Linked DNA regions of Mus musculus: all the other regions are linked to region 4. The links are chromatin contacts, called in public HiChIP or PLAC-seq, Micro-C and promoter capture Hi-C maps. All regions are on one chromosome and are shown on one strand. Each heading gives the region's core, a stretch centred on a gene start, on an enhancer-like site or on the middle of the called end of the contact. The rest is flanking DNA. Distances are from core to core; before and after follow the strand shown. Region 1 holds the start of Cyb5r1 (cytochrome b5 reductase 1). Region 2 holds the start of Klhl12 (kelch-like 12). Region 3 holds the start of Tmem9 (transmembrane protein 9). Region 4 holds the start of Ptpn7 (protein tyrosine phosphatase, non-receptor type 7). Region 5 holds the start of Csrp1 (cysteine and glycine-rich protein 1).

The links. Promoter capture Hi-C pulls out the DNA fragments that hold promoters and counts their contacts. Hi-C and Micro-C count contacts between places; a contact is called where the count stands out from the background. HiChIP or PLAC-seq counts read pairs in DNA pulled down with a chosen protein or histone mark.
Region 1: a Micro-C map of the G1E-ER4 cell line shows a contact between it and region 4, with 4 times the contacts expected there. The contact joins the promoter of Cyb5r1 here to the promoter of Ptpn7 in region 4. A contact is called at or near these places in 4 of 39 promoter capture datasets (the C10 cell line, the SN4741 cell line and second pharyngeal arch cranial neural crest), 4 of 484 Hi-C or Micro-C datasets (the G1E-ER4 cell line, LSK cells and natural killer cells) and 7 of 115 datasets of contacts at active chromatin or transcription factors (the 230-238 cell line, astrocytes, bone marrow-derived macrophages and 4 more).
Region 2: a promoter capture Hi-C map of pre-B cells shows a contact between it and region 4, with 5 times the contacts expected there. The contact joins the promoter of Klhl12 here to the promoter of Ptpn7 in region 4. A contact is called at or near these places in 1 of 39 promoter capture datasets (pre-B cells) and 4 of 115 datasets of contacts at active chromatin or transcription factors (effector CD8 T cells, large pre-B cells, memory CD8 T cells and 1 more).
Region 3: a Micro-C map of the G1E-ER4 cell line shows a contact between it and region 4. The contact joins the promoter of Tmem9 here to the promoter of Ptpn7 in region 4. A contact is called at or near these places in 1 of 39 promoter capture datasets (liver), 1 of 484 Hi-C or Micro-C datasets (the G1E-ER4 cell line) and 1 of 115 datasets of contacts at active chromatin or transcription factors (bone marrow-derived macrophages).
Region 5: an H3K27ac HiChIP or PLAC-seq map of thymic regulatory T cells shows a contact between it and region 4, with 3 times the contacts expected there. The contact joins the promoter of Csrp1 here to the promoter of Ptpn7 in region 4. A contact is called at or near these places in 2 of 39 promoter capture datasets (liver and stem cell-derived epiblast-like cells), 1 of 484 Hi-C or Micro-C datasets (CD4 T cells) and 4 of 115 datasets of contacts at active chromatin or transcription factors (effector CD8 T cells, memory CD8 T cells, pancreatic cancer cells and 1 more).

The regions. Positions count from the first base shown.
Region 1 is chr1:134,404,440-134,407,139 of GRCm38.p6, reverse strand. Cyb5r1 (cytochrome b5 reductase 1) reads right to left here and starts at 1,359. Exons shown (of 9, transcript NM_028057.3): 1 at 1,087-1,359; 2 at 678-827; 3 at 469-541; 4 at 1-94. The coding sequence starts at 1,101.
Region 2 is chr1:134,454,279-134,456,978 of GRCm38.p6, reverse strand. Klhl12 (kelch-like 12) reads right to left here and starts at 1,448. Exons shown (of 12, transcript NM_001311136.1): 1 at 1,314-1,448.
Region 3 is chr1:136,016,650-136,019,496 of GRCm38.p6, reverse strand. It overlaps Tmem9 (transmembrane protein 9), which reads right to left and starts at 1,496. Exons shown (of 6, transcript NM_025439.3): 1 at 1,435-1,496; 2 at 890-991. The coding sequence starts at 955. It also overlaps a transcript of Igfn1 not described here.
Region 4 is chr1:135,131,440-135,134,230 of GRCm38.p6, reverse strand. Ptpn7 (protein tyrosine phosphatase, non-receptor type 7) reads right to left here and starts at 1,531. Exons shown (of 10, transcript NM_177081.4): 1 at 1,441-1,531; 2 at 308-481. The coding sequence starts at 429. It also overlaps the pseudogene Ptprv.
Region 5 is chr1:135,727,726-135,730,433 of GRCm38.p6, reverse strand. Csrp1 (cysteine and glycine-rich protein 1) reads right to left here and starts at 1,267. Exons shown (of 6, transcript NM_007791.6): 1 at 1,160-1,267.

The DNA.
Region 1 (2,700 bases), core at 110-2,609, 730 kb after region 4:
TCTACATAGCCTTGGTCTTCATCACTGGTGACAGGGGTGTAAGGCCTGATGACCAGACTGCCATCAATTCGGGCAGAGAGGTAGACGTGCTTACCTGGGAACCATGGAGAGAGACACATAAGCTGCAGTCCCACTGAGAGGACCCCTCCGCAGTATCTCCTGCCTCCTCCCACCTTTGAAACTCCCTACTGCCAGGGCCTTAGCAGCAGCAGGTAAGCAGAGGATTTGCATAATGGAAAATTAGTGTTTTCTGGGATAGGAGGCGGGTTATAATAAGTCCTAAGGAAAGAGAGAAGCCTGGAGGTTAGAGATGCGTAGGGGCACAGAAGCCACACCCTAAAAGAGTGGTCCCTCATGGGCTGAAGGATTGACAGAAGGGCAATGGTTTTTCTTAGCAGGAAAACCACCTAAGAAGTGACTCGCCCTCATACGATGCCAAGTAGAGAAGCCCACTCCCTTTTTTCTTACCCACAGGCAGCCCCAGAATGTGGTGGGCGGTGGGCAAGGCAAAGCGGAACCTCCTGGTGTTGTGGCTCACTGTCTAGAGGATAGATGACAAGATGTTTCATCAGGCAGGTCTGGCCTGCCAAGTCTTTTGGAGCAATCCAACCACTCTCGATGCTATCCCTCAAACTAAGTATCCACTCTCTGCCCTAGCCCACTTCTTCACAACTTACCGTCTTGTCTAGCAATCGCAGCAGGTACTTCTCATCCGGGTCCTGGAGAGTAACCTGCGGCCGGCGGGATCTTCGAACCAAGTAGGTACCCAGAGCCAGGCCGAGCAGAGTAAGCAGCCCCACCCCCAGAGAGGCTAGCAAGACCGGGCTCTGTGGATAGAGGAGGAAGCGTGATCGCCACGCTGAGGAAGTGCCAGGGTGTGGGTGGAGGACCAGGAGTAGCGATCCTGAGCTCCAGCGAGAAAGCATGCCAAAACCTCAGAAGCAAGCGGAGCAGTGAACTCAGCCCGCAGCTCGTGCAGCGAGACTCCAGCATCCAAGGTGGGTATGGCACAGCCCCGCGGGGCAGACTGCCCAGAACCAGCTGAGGCGGTGACCCCGGGCTCAGGGCACAGAACGAGGGTCTTACCGGCTGGATCCCCATGACCTAGAGGTGCGTCCCGCTCCGGTGGGGCGGAAAGATCCCACAATGCGCCGCGGGGCGGGCCCGGAGGCGGAGCTCTCCGGGGCGTGGTCTATGGAGGAGGGCCTGACTGAGGCAGGACTAGCGGGGACTATGCCCCCCCCTCTTCCGTGCGGAGTAGGTGGTCCAAGGGCGTGGGTATCTTGGCCGTCTCAGGCCCTCCTTTTGAGAGCTTTCTTCTCTCTGCAACTTAGACCTACCCCAAAGGATGACAGTTTTGTCTGACATGGAGCCAGGCTAATTAGCATGATGAGAAATCTCGCCGGTCTGAGAGTCTCACGGAGAGTGGAATGTTGAGCCACGCACAGGCTTAAAATAGAACAGGAAGCTTTCAGATGAAAGTTCTTGTTTTTTTTTTTTTTTTCTTCCCCAAACAGGCTACTTTGCCAGACAATTGAAATGCCTAGCTGTTGTGTCCGGCCAGCAGACCACAACCTGGGTTCTAGCCTGGAAAGGCATTTTGGAAACCTGGAAGAGAAGAGGGGCTAGGTGGCGAGAGAAAAGAATGTAGCCAAGACAGTTACTCTGATCAAGGCTCAAATTTTATTGTTGCGACACTAGTTATGAAGGAAGGGGGAGGGGACCCGATTCCCGCCGAATAATCTCGGGTCCAGTAGAAAGGTGCACGTGTGTGGCTCCTCAGGTTCCAGCAGTGGGCGTGGTAGAACGAATGAGCAGGAAGCTCCACCCCGAGCAAGCAGGTTTCAGGCTGGGGGAGGGGAGACTACATCTCCTCCCTTTTATTAACAAAATTAAAAAAAAAAGAAAAAGCTGGCCTGAGGGGGGAAAATTATCTATGCTCAATAGTTCTGCCTGGAATCTAGGGCTAAAAAAAAACTTGCTTCACTGGGATTCTATAACCTTTCTTATGGTAAACTGTATCTGGCTTAAGACTGTCCTTTCTTATCTTAGTGAACAACTAACTGAAAAGCCTGGAGCTGTAGGCTCTGACTTTATAATGCTAATTAGTACTTGGTAGGTAACTTTCTAGTTGAATTTTAAGTAGGGCGTTGGAACTTTGGCTAAGTTTGACTGAACAAATGTGAAATACACTATAATAACACTAAGTTGATATTTCTCCGCTTTTTTGGATGATAGGTGGGAAACAGGGAGAAGGAGTGACCGGCTCTTGTAGTACAAGGCCAATTGGCCTTTTTATTTGGGTGGGAGGCAGTGAAGGGCTTGCCCTTTCAATAGTACGTCTCCAATCTCTCTCCCCCCTATTAATTAAGTTAAATAAGGCAACGCTTAACTGAGGTGATCAAATGATTTTCTCATCCGTAGATGAGTGGGCTTTTAACCTTGGCTTGGGTGGACATGGACCCGATTCCTCCCGTGGGTAAAACCCACACATGTGGCTCTTGGTACCTTTTGGGGAGGCGAGGTAGAGCCGGAGAATATTTTTTATTTTTAACCAAAATTTGGTACCAACCTCTTTCAAACCGGGTTTATCTCACAGGAAACTCAGAAATGGTCAAGCCGGACCTTCCCTTGCAGTAAGTATCTCTGCACCAAGCGGTGCCCATACTGAATTTGTACAATCACAAACCAGTATGCACA
Region 2 (2,700 bases), core at 199-2,698, 680 kb after region 4:
ACCAAAGAAAAAAGAAACTATTCATCTAAAGTCTACAATCCTAATTTCCTAAGATTAAAACTGAGATTCTACATTGTCATCTTTTGTTCAGTAGCTCCTTCAAAAGGACTCTGGACACTCCCCCCCCCCCCCAAACTCTGCAACATGTATTTAACCAAAAACTGAGACAACTTGCTAAAGTAAATGCTTTTTGTTTTTAAAAGGTTTGCTTAAGCTAACATAGTTTCAAACTATGAGATGCAAGAAACTGGGGATTTGCTGAATTCTCAGGAGCTGAAGATTATGAAGATTTCCTAGTGTTCTAGCACAAGGCCCAGCCTGTGATTAAACTTTAAGATTTGTTTCATAAATGACAGTAACCTCAGGGCTGCAACTTTCCTCCTAGCACAAAGCCTGACCATATATTCACCATTCAAAAACTACACATTCTAGAACAGCTAATATGTAAATAGAGGGGTTCCATTCTAAATCATTCTAGAAGGAAGAAAAAAGGCAATGAGAGAGAGAGAGAGAGAGAGAGAGAGAGAGAGAGAGAGAGAGAGAGAGAGAGAGAGAGAAAGGAGTTCTCCCCTAAGAACACCAAGCTTACCATCAAGTATTAGGGAGACCTAGGTAGGCAAGGAGTTAGATATGCGGTAATCATGGAAGCTGCAACAGTATCTTGGTAGCTGTGTCTCCCGGTTAAGCAGGGACTACACTAAGGTTCCCATGGTCAAAATCTGTAAAACTGTATTTGGGATGTTCCACCAAGGCAAACGATACTTAACAAATTGCCAAAACCGCGTTAAAGGGTCTGCATTCTCAAAAGGCACTGGCTTCATTACAATGTGTTGGAGTTTCCAAATCTCCCACCCCATACCTTGCTTTTTTTTTTTTTTTTCAAGATTGCTGGGGATAAATGCCTTACAAGAGGAGGTGAAGACCACTATAATTTGGGAGGGAAAGGGAATTATCTTACCTTCATGCATGAATATACCTTACACCTCACTAATATTCTTAAGAAACTTCTTTAAAACCCCAATGCGCTACTGCCTACCTTCGGAGGAAGCCCACTCCAATCTTTGGAGTGTGTAGCTTTACTAAATAAACGTCCCCTTACTGTTTCTCAGCTGAATTCTTTCCTCCCAGGTTAAACCTTCTCCCGGGGCAGGCGGCAGCTGCTCCGGAGAAGCCGAGAAGGCAGCGCTATGCCTGCAGCGCCCCAGCTCATCTCCTACCGACCCGGGCTGGGGGGGGTACCCGGGTTGGGGGAAGGCCGCGCCCCCGGCTGAGGGCAGAGGGAAAGGCCGTGTGTCAGGGCCGCGCTCACTCACCAGGGCTCCTGGGCCGTCCGAGCCGAGGTGCTAGGCGCCGGGCTCCCAGGCGGCTGAGCAGCCGGAGCGCCGCCGCTGCCGCCCGGACCAGCCGCTGCGGAGCAGTCTCCGTGGTAAACTCCAGTCTCGGAGTACGGCGACCGCGCGGCATGATGACGTCACGCCACGGGAGGGGCGGGCCTCTCCTGGGTTACGTCACCTTAGGAGGCCGAGCCAAGAAGTCCTGCTTACCTGAGAGCTCAGAAAAAGAGACCTGAGAGTGGGTAGACGGGTGGGTGGGGAGTGCCGCGTGTGACAGTGCGCTGGAGGCCAGAAGGACCCAAGACTGGCGGTCCCCACGCGGTATGGCAGGCGCTAGGCTGCGTTCCTGCCACACTCGGGAGACCCACGGGGTTTCAGAGTTCTCTAGGTCGGTTTCTGAAGAATCAGGCTCCGCTTCACCATAGGGAGGACTTTCCCATCCCGGATAACCACAGGGTCCTAAATGTGCCTGTCACCATGAGGCGATTGCTTCCTTCACTCCAAGGAAAAGGAACTTGTGGATTGACTGAGCCACCAGAAATGGGTCGCAGTAGGGGAAACTGCAAAGACCCTTCTCAAAGAAGACGCCACAGCCATCTCCTCTCCTCTGACTCACCATGGTCGTTCATTAGTGCTGCGGTTCTTAGGACGTTTGCTTTTCGTTGATTTTGACTTTTTGCCTTTGGCTGAGAAGGGAAAGATGTTTCTTGTTCCAGTATAGATGAATGACTAATTGGATTATCCAGTTTTCCTTTGCACGGCGTTTGGTTCTTAGGGATAGTAAAGTGTAGTCAAGAGGGCAGCGTCTTCGTTTTACATAGTGTTTTCTTCGTGTCATAGCTTCTTGATCCCAAACTGTTCCTGACATTTAAATATGGTGGACAGAGTGCAGAATTGATAGAAAATGTTGAGGGCACTCTGGAAATAGTTGTTAAAATGATCAATGTAGATCTATTTTGTCTAGGTTTTGTAGTGTAGTCATCAGACTTCAGGGCAGGAATGCTTCCCCACCAAATCTGGACCCAGAACTACTACAGCAGATGAACTTAAGGTAGCTAGAACAGAAGCTAACGATCTTGGGCACCAGGCACATACATGGTGCTCATGTATACATGTAGGCAAACCATTTATGCACATAAAATCTTAAAATTACAAAACATATCTACTGGTTCTCCTGGTCTTCTCTGGCTACTTCTGCTTTTATATATGCATTTCCCCTAGTAACATCTTTGCCCTTTTTCTTTCATCTAGGCAAATGCTTTCCTGATGAGCAGAAAAACACACAAATTCTTTAAGAATTTCTGTGAGAGCTAGACATTACACGTGCATACCCACACTTGGGAGACTAAAGCAGGAGAGAACAAAT
Region 3 (2,847 bases), core at 247-2,746, 890 kb before region 4:
TCTTCCACTTGGTCCTCAAGATAGAAACCTCTCTGGTATCAAAAACAAACTCACAGAAGTTACCCAAGGCTGCCTGCCATCCATGAAGTGACGTGCTGGGGGAAAGGGGGGGGGGGGGATGGGGGGAGGGAGGAGGGAAGAGTTGGGGCTGCAGTGTATATAGCAAGCAAAGTGACAGGCTTTTTCAACCCTGGGGCCTACAATTGTGTCTGGTGAGCTAGGTGGCCAGATTCCCCTTCAATTCTGTCTTAACTCCTTAGGTTAGAAAGGGGAAAGGGATGAATAAAGAAAACTGGGACATTATCACGGGAAGACTCCCGTCAGGAATTCCTTGAAGAGCAAAGAAGCACGCAAGCCCTAATACTCAATGTTATTTCAGTGTCTCAGGGAGAGTCAGAATCGAAAGCGGACAGCCTAGAGCCGCGTACATCATCTAAACCTAGCTGCGGGTCTCCCACCCGGAAGGAATGAGAGCAGCCTCTGGAGTCCACAGTGCAGCTGGGTTAGCTTTGAAGCCAAAAAGCTCCCATCTGTGCATGCCTTTACACTCAGAGCATTTTACAACATTACATGATTTGACTATCAAATTGAGCAGGAGATTCGACCACAGCTGTTTTTACTTGGGGCAAAGGAAGATACAGAGAACTTGGGTAACTTTTCTTAAACTTTCTTGCTTGCGGAGAAGTCTACCTAGGGCTAGTTTGGTCCGGACCCTGTGCGGTAGGCTCTGAACCCCGTGCTCCCTACACCCTTAGGAAGGCCAGCAGCTTGTCCCAGGTAAGGTCCCCGCCCCCAAGTAGGGTTCTCGGGTGGGGGAGGGGTCAGGGTGGCGTTTCGGCTACCTCGGCGGCAGCCCAGGAACAAGGTGCCGCTGGCCCACTTCCCTCACCTTGTTGGCTTGAGCTGGGGGCACCAGCAAGCACCCCACCACAGCCACCAAACACAGCAGCTTCATGCTTATCGGGCTTGCTGAGCCAGCAAGACTAGATGCCTGGGGGGATAAAAAGAAACATGGAGTCGGAAAAAGGGATAGTGGTCACAACAGAGGCAGCACCCTCGGCCCCTTTTCAGCTTTGCCAGACGAGGGAAGAGGGCTGAGTTCCAGGATTCCTGGCCTTCTAAACCTTTCCCTCTCCTCACCAAGCCCAGCTCTCAAAAGCTATCTGTGCACTAGCAGAGGGAGTTTTCTGAGGTTACAGCCGCCCGGAGCCCCCAGATCCTGTCACCAGGCCGCGTTCCGACCCTCACCTCTCCTCCCACCGCCCTCCGCCATCTCTGCCTCCACCGCCCTGGTGGCGCCGCTCAGGCCCAACCAGAAGCCCCGATTCCGACCGCCAAGAGTACTGCACACCCTGCCTAAGGATTTGGGGTGGCTGTGAACCCCCAGTGTCCCTGCGACCCCCGTACCCCTCCCCCAATGCCGAGTCTACCAACCTGCAAGCTCAGCCGCAGCCGCCACTGATCAGCAGGCTCCACCCCTTCAGCATCTATTGGCTGCTACAGTCGCCGCTCAGCCCAACCTCGCTAGTTGCCAAGACAACAAGACCCACCTTCTCTTGGTCCCGGAGGCTTACAATCTAGGGAGAGGCACGCATTTCTCTACCAGGATTTAGCAAGAAAAGGGAATGTCTGCCTTTCCTACTGAAAACTGAAGCTCTAGCCCTGTGGGTCCGTTCAACTCCTCCTAGAGTGCTTTGTTTGTCCTCGCCTTATACTATCTTACTGTTTCAGAGAAAGCATTTTAGAAATGAAACTAGTAATGATTTTAGAACAAGATCAAGGACCATTGTGCTTATTCATAGTCTGAAAATATTATTATAGAGACACATTTTTGTTTTGTTTTGTTTTGTTTTTTAACAAGGAACTCAAGGGCCCAGGCTCTATTCCTACACACAAAGACATATGCCAAAGAGGGCAAGACAGGATTAGTAATAGGCGTGGGCTGGAGGGAGCTGTGCCTCCTTAGCCTGCACTGGTTCTGAAGGCCTGGCAAATTGAAACAAGGTGTACTAGGCCAGTCTGGGACTAGGAGGAGGTTACAGGCTGCAGAGGGACAGATGTGAACTTCTTAGCAGCAGTGAAGGAAACTGGAGTCACCTGAGTCCAGGGGCCACTGCAGTGAGGACACTTGAGCTTTGGCCTCAAGTGCATCGAACTAAGCTCCTGTGTTACCCTAGAAAACATGCATTCCCTCTCTGGGTACCAGTTTCCTTAGCTAAGGGTCCCTACAGCTTTGATGGGTTGGGGCTCCTGGAAAGAAGAATAGTCATATGGCCAGAATGAAATTTAGTATAGAAAGTCATGTGTCACAAAAGAGTTTTCCTCCTTAGACATATTATCTGAGCACTATTTGTGGTGGGTACTATATAAGACACTGAAGCTGCCTGGGGGAGGGGGAGGCTAGCCTTGTCTCTGTTCTCTTTTTTTGTTGTTGTTTTTAAGATTTATTTATATTTTATGTATATGAGTACACTGTAGTTGTCTTCAGACACACCAGAAGAGGGTGTCAGATCACATTGCAGATGGTTGTGATCCACCATATGGTTGCTGAGAATTGAACTCAGGACCTTTGGAAGAGCAGTCAGTACACGTAACCACTAAGCCATCTCTTCAGCCCCATCTCTGCTCTTGTATAACTTGATATTTATTACAAAAACAAAAACCAAAAAACAATGGTTGTTTTAGTCAGGGTTCTCTAGAGTCACAGAACTTATGGGTAGTCTCTATATACTAAGCAAATTTGTTGATGACTTACAGTCTGTAGTCCAACTGCCCAACAGTGGTCAGCAGCAGTTGTGAATGGAAGCCCAAGGATCTAGCAGTTTCTCAGTTCCACAAGGCAAGCAG
Region 4 (2,791 bases), core at 282-2,781:
CTGTCTCTCTCTCCTACTCTCAAGCCAACACAGAGGCTCCAATGCACACCCAACTCCACAGAGGCCCCTAGCTTTGTCCCAGAGACTGTTCATCACAACTTGAAACTTAGAGAGCAGACAGACCAGGGATGACGAGAAACTTGGTGCCTCTGCCATACAAGGAATGGGCGAGCAACCTTCAAATGAGCATTATTTGGTTTGGTTTTTCCAGGCCTTGTGGATTCAGTTGTTAGAACTGGACAGGAAAGAAGGAAGGGAAGGGACGGTGATCCAGGCCTAGGAAGATCCTCCCTGTGAAAGATCTCACCTCTCCTGCAGCCGCACATGCTTCTTGGCTGGAGCTTTGGTGGGTGGAGGCTGAGTCATGTCTGCCCCCAAAGACAAGGTCGGCAGCTGTGCTCTGGAGCGCCCCTCACAGGCCTGGACCATGCTGGGGTAGGTTGCTGGGCCCAAGGGAGGCTCATTCAGCCATGAGGCATGCCTGAAAGACAAGGTCCCGCGAAGGCCTCATTAGCTAGAAGAAGGCTTCTAGTCCAGGCCAGCCAGCTATTCCCTCAAGCAAGCGGCCCAACAGCTCTCTGTTGGGATGCAGGATAGAGGACAGTTAGGGGTTAGAGTAGAAGGAAGGTACTAGAGAGAATACAGGTATGGGGAAGATAGGAAGGAATCCAGAAGGAGGAAGAGAGAGGATACCCAAGTCCACAGGGCTCTAAGCTGGGGTCTGCATGAGGCCAACAGCCTGCTAACCACACAGAAGGAAAGGGAGAAAGCATACAGCTCTCTGAGTCTAGCCAGCTAGCAGGCTTCTCTATAATGAGAAATGGAGGCCTTGAGAAGCACTGGATCCAGTCAGGGATCCAGGCACGCTCCAACTTCTAGAAGGGTCTTCTCATTGTCGGCAGTTCCACTCCAAGATCAGTTGTGGCTCCTGGGGTCTCTGTCTAGGGCGGTAGCCCAGGGGTGTTTCCTCCCTCCTCCTTCCCATCCCCCAGTCTCCCGCCTCTGCAACCGTCACAGGAAATGGCCTCATCAAACCCTAGAGCGCCAGCGCATGGTGAGGCTACAGCTGGGGGTACAAGAGAGAGGGGGCATAGAGGTGATGAGGGCATCACCTTTTGGGGGCAGCCCCTGTCTCTCAGAGCTAAGGCATGGGTGACGTGGTGGTGGGGTTAGAGTCGCTAACCCATGGGGACAGAGCTTTGGGAGCAGTGTGGGCCCATGCAGGTGTGGCTGGGACAGTACTTGCCCACAACAGGAAGGGGCCTTTAGCCTCTCCTCTCCTGGCACTCTGTGTGGCTTCTTAGCCCTCCAGTCACAGGGACACCAGATATGTCACTTCTCATGCCCTGGCCAGGCATGGGAGCCCCAAACTCAATGCTTCTTCAACCCATCCTTGGAGCCCCCCATCCCACCCCAGGGCCATAGGATGTCTGTACTCACTTCAAGTACTTACTGAAGAAGCTATGTCCCCCAGGCTGCCTCTTGCCAGCTGTCTGTCAGTCCGTCTATCTTTGAGGACTGAGAGGTTTCAGGAAGCCAGCTTCCTCCCTCCGCCCCTCCTGGCTTCCACCCACGCACACCCAACTGCGGGCTGCCCTTCTGTGCCTGCCACAAGCTGCCACCAGGGGTCGGGTGCATCCTTCCTGTGCCCTCTAAGAGCAAGCGGCTGCTGTCCCGCCACCCTCACTGGATGCCAAGGCTCTGGGAAGCGGCGAGAGATGAGGCCTTCCCTGACCACCTCGGGCCTCCTCCTCTGGGTCCTCATCAAGTGCTGTCCCCCACCCCCACCTCTTCCTTGATAGCCATGGGGAACCTTCTGCTGCTCTTCTGGTTGTGACCTTGGCTAGAGACTTATTTCCACTTCTCAGCTTCTGCCCCTGTAAGCTTTGTTGCTTCAAAGCCTGGGAATTCAGGGCCAAACCCAGACCCCCAAACAGAGCAGATGTGTCACAGAGGTGCCATAGGGGGTGGCAGGGAAGAGGAGGCAGGAGTCCTTGCTCTGTACAGGAAGGAGAGGCCAGGGCTAGGCAGGAAAGCTTCTTTCCAACTCCCTGGCCCCTCAGCCTGCAGACATAGGCTTGTCACCAGAGAACAAGTATCAGAGCTTAACTGGAGAGGACTCTGGGGTGGCTTCCATAGCAGCCCCTCAGACTACCCCTCTGGGAGTGTCTTAGAACCCTGTATCTCCTCTGAAGACTTACAGATAGGTGAAGGCTGTGACCCTCACATCAGAGACTTCCCAGGTCCTCTTCACCAGGGGGCCACTTGGATGCTTGGGGTGTGGAAAGGGAGCAGTCCCCAAGTCTAGAACTCCACACACCCCCTACCCCCGCCTGGCTTTGCTAGGCCATTCGCTGGCCCTCAGCCCAACTGGTTCGTGGTTCATGCTTGCTTGCAAGACTCCTTCACTCTGTAATGTTCCCCAAAGCGTTCCTGGGCCCCACTGCTTGAATTCCACATCCTCTCTCTCTTCCTCCCACTTCTCCGATTCAACTGTCAAACGGGTGACACCGAAAAAGAGCTGCTGTGCAGTAAGCACAGGGATGGCACCTGAGGGGGGGGGAGGGGCTGCCCTTCTCTGGCCCACGGGGAGGAGGGGAGGACCAGGAAGAGCCTTTGAAGTCCTAGGGCTTGGGGCACCTGTCTTTGTTCTTGGCTGTAAGTCAGAGGGTGGTTCTCCCAGCCTCTCCATGGCTGGTTGGTTGGTTCTGGCTCCCTTTTCTCTGTGCCTGCTCTCCTGAGAGGACTAGGTGGGATTTCCTGAGGGGGAAGCTCAGTGGAGTTGGGAAGT
Region 5 (2,708 bases), core at 18-2,517, 600 kb before region 4:
GCCCAGTCCTGAAGGAAATCCCCAACCTAGCTCAGAGACAACTGTACTAACAGCCCCAGTCCTCTGAGCTTCTGCAGGATGCCAGGGTGTGTGTGTGTGTGTGTGTGTGTGTGTGTGTGTGTGTGTGTGTGTGTGTGTGTAATATGTGCTCCAAAAAGTACTGGCCCAGAAGAAAACTGAGCTGTGTCACTTGTTCGAGGTCATCCGTGTATTAAGTGTCAAATCTGAGTCAAAACTCAGTCTGCTTGCCTTTCAGAAACCCTGTCACCAAGATTCCAGAGTCTCATGATAAATGTCCCACCAAAGGCAAGTGAACCGCTTGCATGCAGTGATGGTGTCCCATTACAGTGTCCTGTCAAGGTGGGGAGGCCCGTCCATTCATGCACCACAGGAGGTAAGAAGTGGGTGGGACAAGTGGGTGGGATGGTCCTGACATCAAGTACTTGCTCCCAGTCTAGACCCTTGCTCTGACGGATCACAGCAGCACATGCAGAATAGACCCAGACCTGTGCCACTTGGATGAAACACCTGTCAGATAGATAACAGCTTGTTGGCTGACACTGCAACTCGCTCTCAGGCCCTTTCTACTCCCCTGCTGGCTCTTTGAGATCTCAGTAGTCCTCACCTGCCACCAAGACTTTCTTTTCCATCTGGTTCTTTCAGGAAAAAAGAAAACTCATACCTGCACTCTGGGGCTACCAAGCCAGATGCACACACACACACACACACACACACACACACACACACACACACTCGCGGGCACTTTCTCTCAGGAAAAGAGAGAGAGGAAAGGGGTGGCACGGATGTCCTCATCCCTCAGCTTTACAATGAGTGTCAGTGGCCCACAGAATCGCTGATTGTTCTGTAGGACCTGCAGGCGGTGGGGGGCAGGGTCACCCTGGGTCTAGAGCACGCGAAAGTCAGCTGCCCTGGAAGCCCCGGGATGGGGAGGGACCCAGAGTTTTCAGGAAAGGGAAACACTGCCGAGCTAACTCTAGCCACTTCCCACCACCTCCCTCTTGGGATCACTCTTCCTACAAACTTTTCTTGCAAGCGACAGGGCTGCGACAGGACCGGAAAAACCAATAGGCGCAGGGTGCGACCCAGGCGCTCCGGCAGTTGCGGGGACCCGAGGCGGACCACCCGGGGTAACACTCACCTGGCAGCTGCTGGGAGGCGCACGGGCGACAGCTCTCAGGGAAGCGGTGACTGGCTGCGCCGGAGTGCGCGCCGTTTTGTTTCCCCCTCCGGAAGGCGTTTCCCGCGCCACGCCAACCAGTAGGCTTTGCACACTGCACCACAACAGGGCTGATGTCACGGAGAAGCTGTCCCCTCCCCCATCCAAAACCTAGGGTCGGGAGCCCGGGCGTGGCTGCCGCCCCAGCCGTGACTTCTCTTTGCACCCTATGGCGATCTCTGGGGGCAAATCTTTACACAGAGGTGAGGGATGGGGTTAAGAGGTTCCTGGTCTGCCATGTGGGAAAGCGGAGACCTAACTGTGAGATCAGACTAAAGATAAACTTGGGCCCCCTAGGGAAGAGAGTGAAGGTCCTTAAATTTTCGGGTTCCGATGGCACAATGTTAAGGGGACTAACTTGCACTCCAGAATAAGACAAGCAAGGCCCCACTTCCTGTGACTTACTTCTGCCAGACAGCTGGCTTTAGGTTCATCAGTAAAAGGGCTATGTGCCACCGAGATGTGATGGGGGATGAGATACTATAACACCCGGGAGCACTTAGCCTAGCTGCCCTCCTCCAGGGGCTCTTGTCCCTCTGCTTTCCCCATCTCCCTGCCACCCACAAGAGATCATTCTACCGCTCCTGAGTGGATCTTCCTCTGGGCTAACCTACAGAATGACAAACACAGTCTCAAGCCACTGAAAACTGCCTCTGGGGTGATTAACAATATGTGTTACTGGGCCCACCTGCTCCCAGTCCGCAGAGCAGCCTGTCCAGAAATCCAATCCTAGAGGTGAACTGATGCCCCTGGGACTTAAAACGGAAGGCCCACTTTCTTTCTTTCCTTCTTTTTAATTTATTCCATGTATGTGGATACATTGTCGCTGTCTTTAGACACACCAGAAGAGGGCATCTGGAAGAGCAGTCTGTGCTCTTAACCACTGAGCCATGTCTCCAGCCCAGCCCATTTTCACTATGGGTACAAACAGCTCCAAGCAAGAAGCACAACACTTTCCTTGGGACCTAACGAAGTGAAGAATCTGCAAGGAAAACTATGTTCCTAGTAACAGGGGCTATGGGTGGGAGTGTTAGAGCCTCAAAGGAGGCCCTCTTCTATTTCATAGGATAATTACTGTTATTTGTTGTGTTCTGTAAAGTTGTTTTTGTTTTTATTTTGTTTGAGACAGAGGCTCACTGTGTATCCCTGGCTGGCCTGGAACTCACTATGTAGACCAGAATGGCCTTGAACTCAGAGTTTTCCCTGTGACGTTAAGATTAAAAGAGCTAGTTCCCACCATCATTATTCTTTACTATTACAAGATCAAAAGGACTTGAGGACTGCCGTCATCACTGCAGGTTGGATCATTATTATCATTGCTGGCTGAATTACATTATTCTCACCAAGCACAGGCAGTGTCAGGAACTAAGCCACACTCAAATTGCAGCATGATGTCACATGCTGTGTGGATTTGCCTGTTTGGACCTCTCCTGCCTGCCACACTTTTCGCAGAGGAGATGCGTGCTATGTT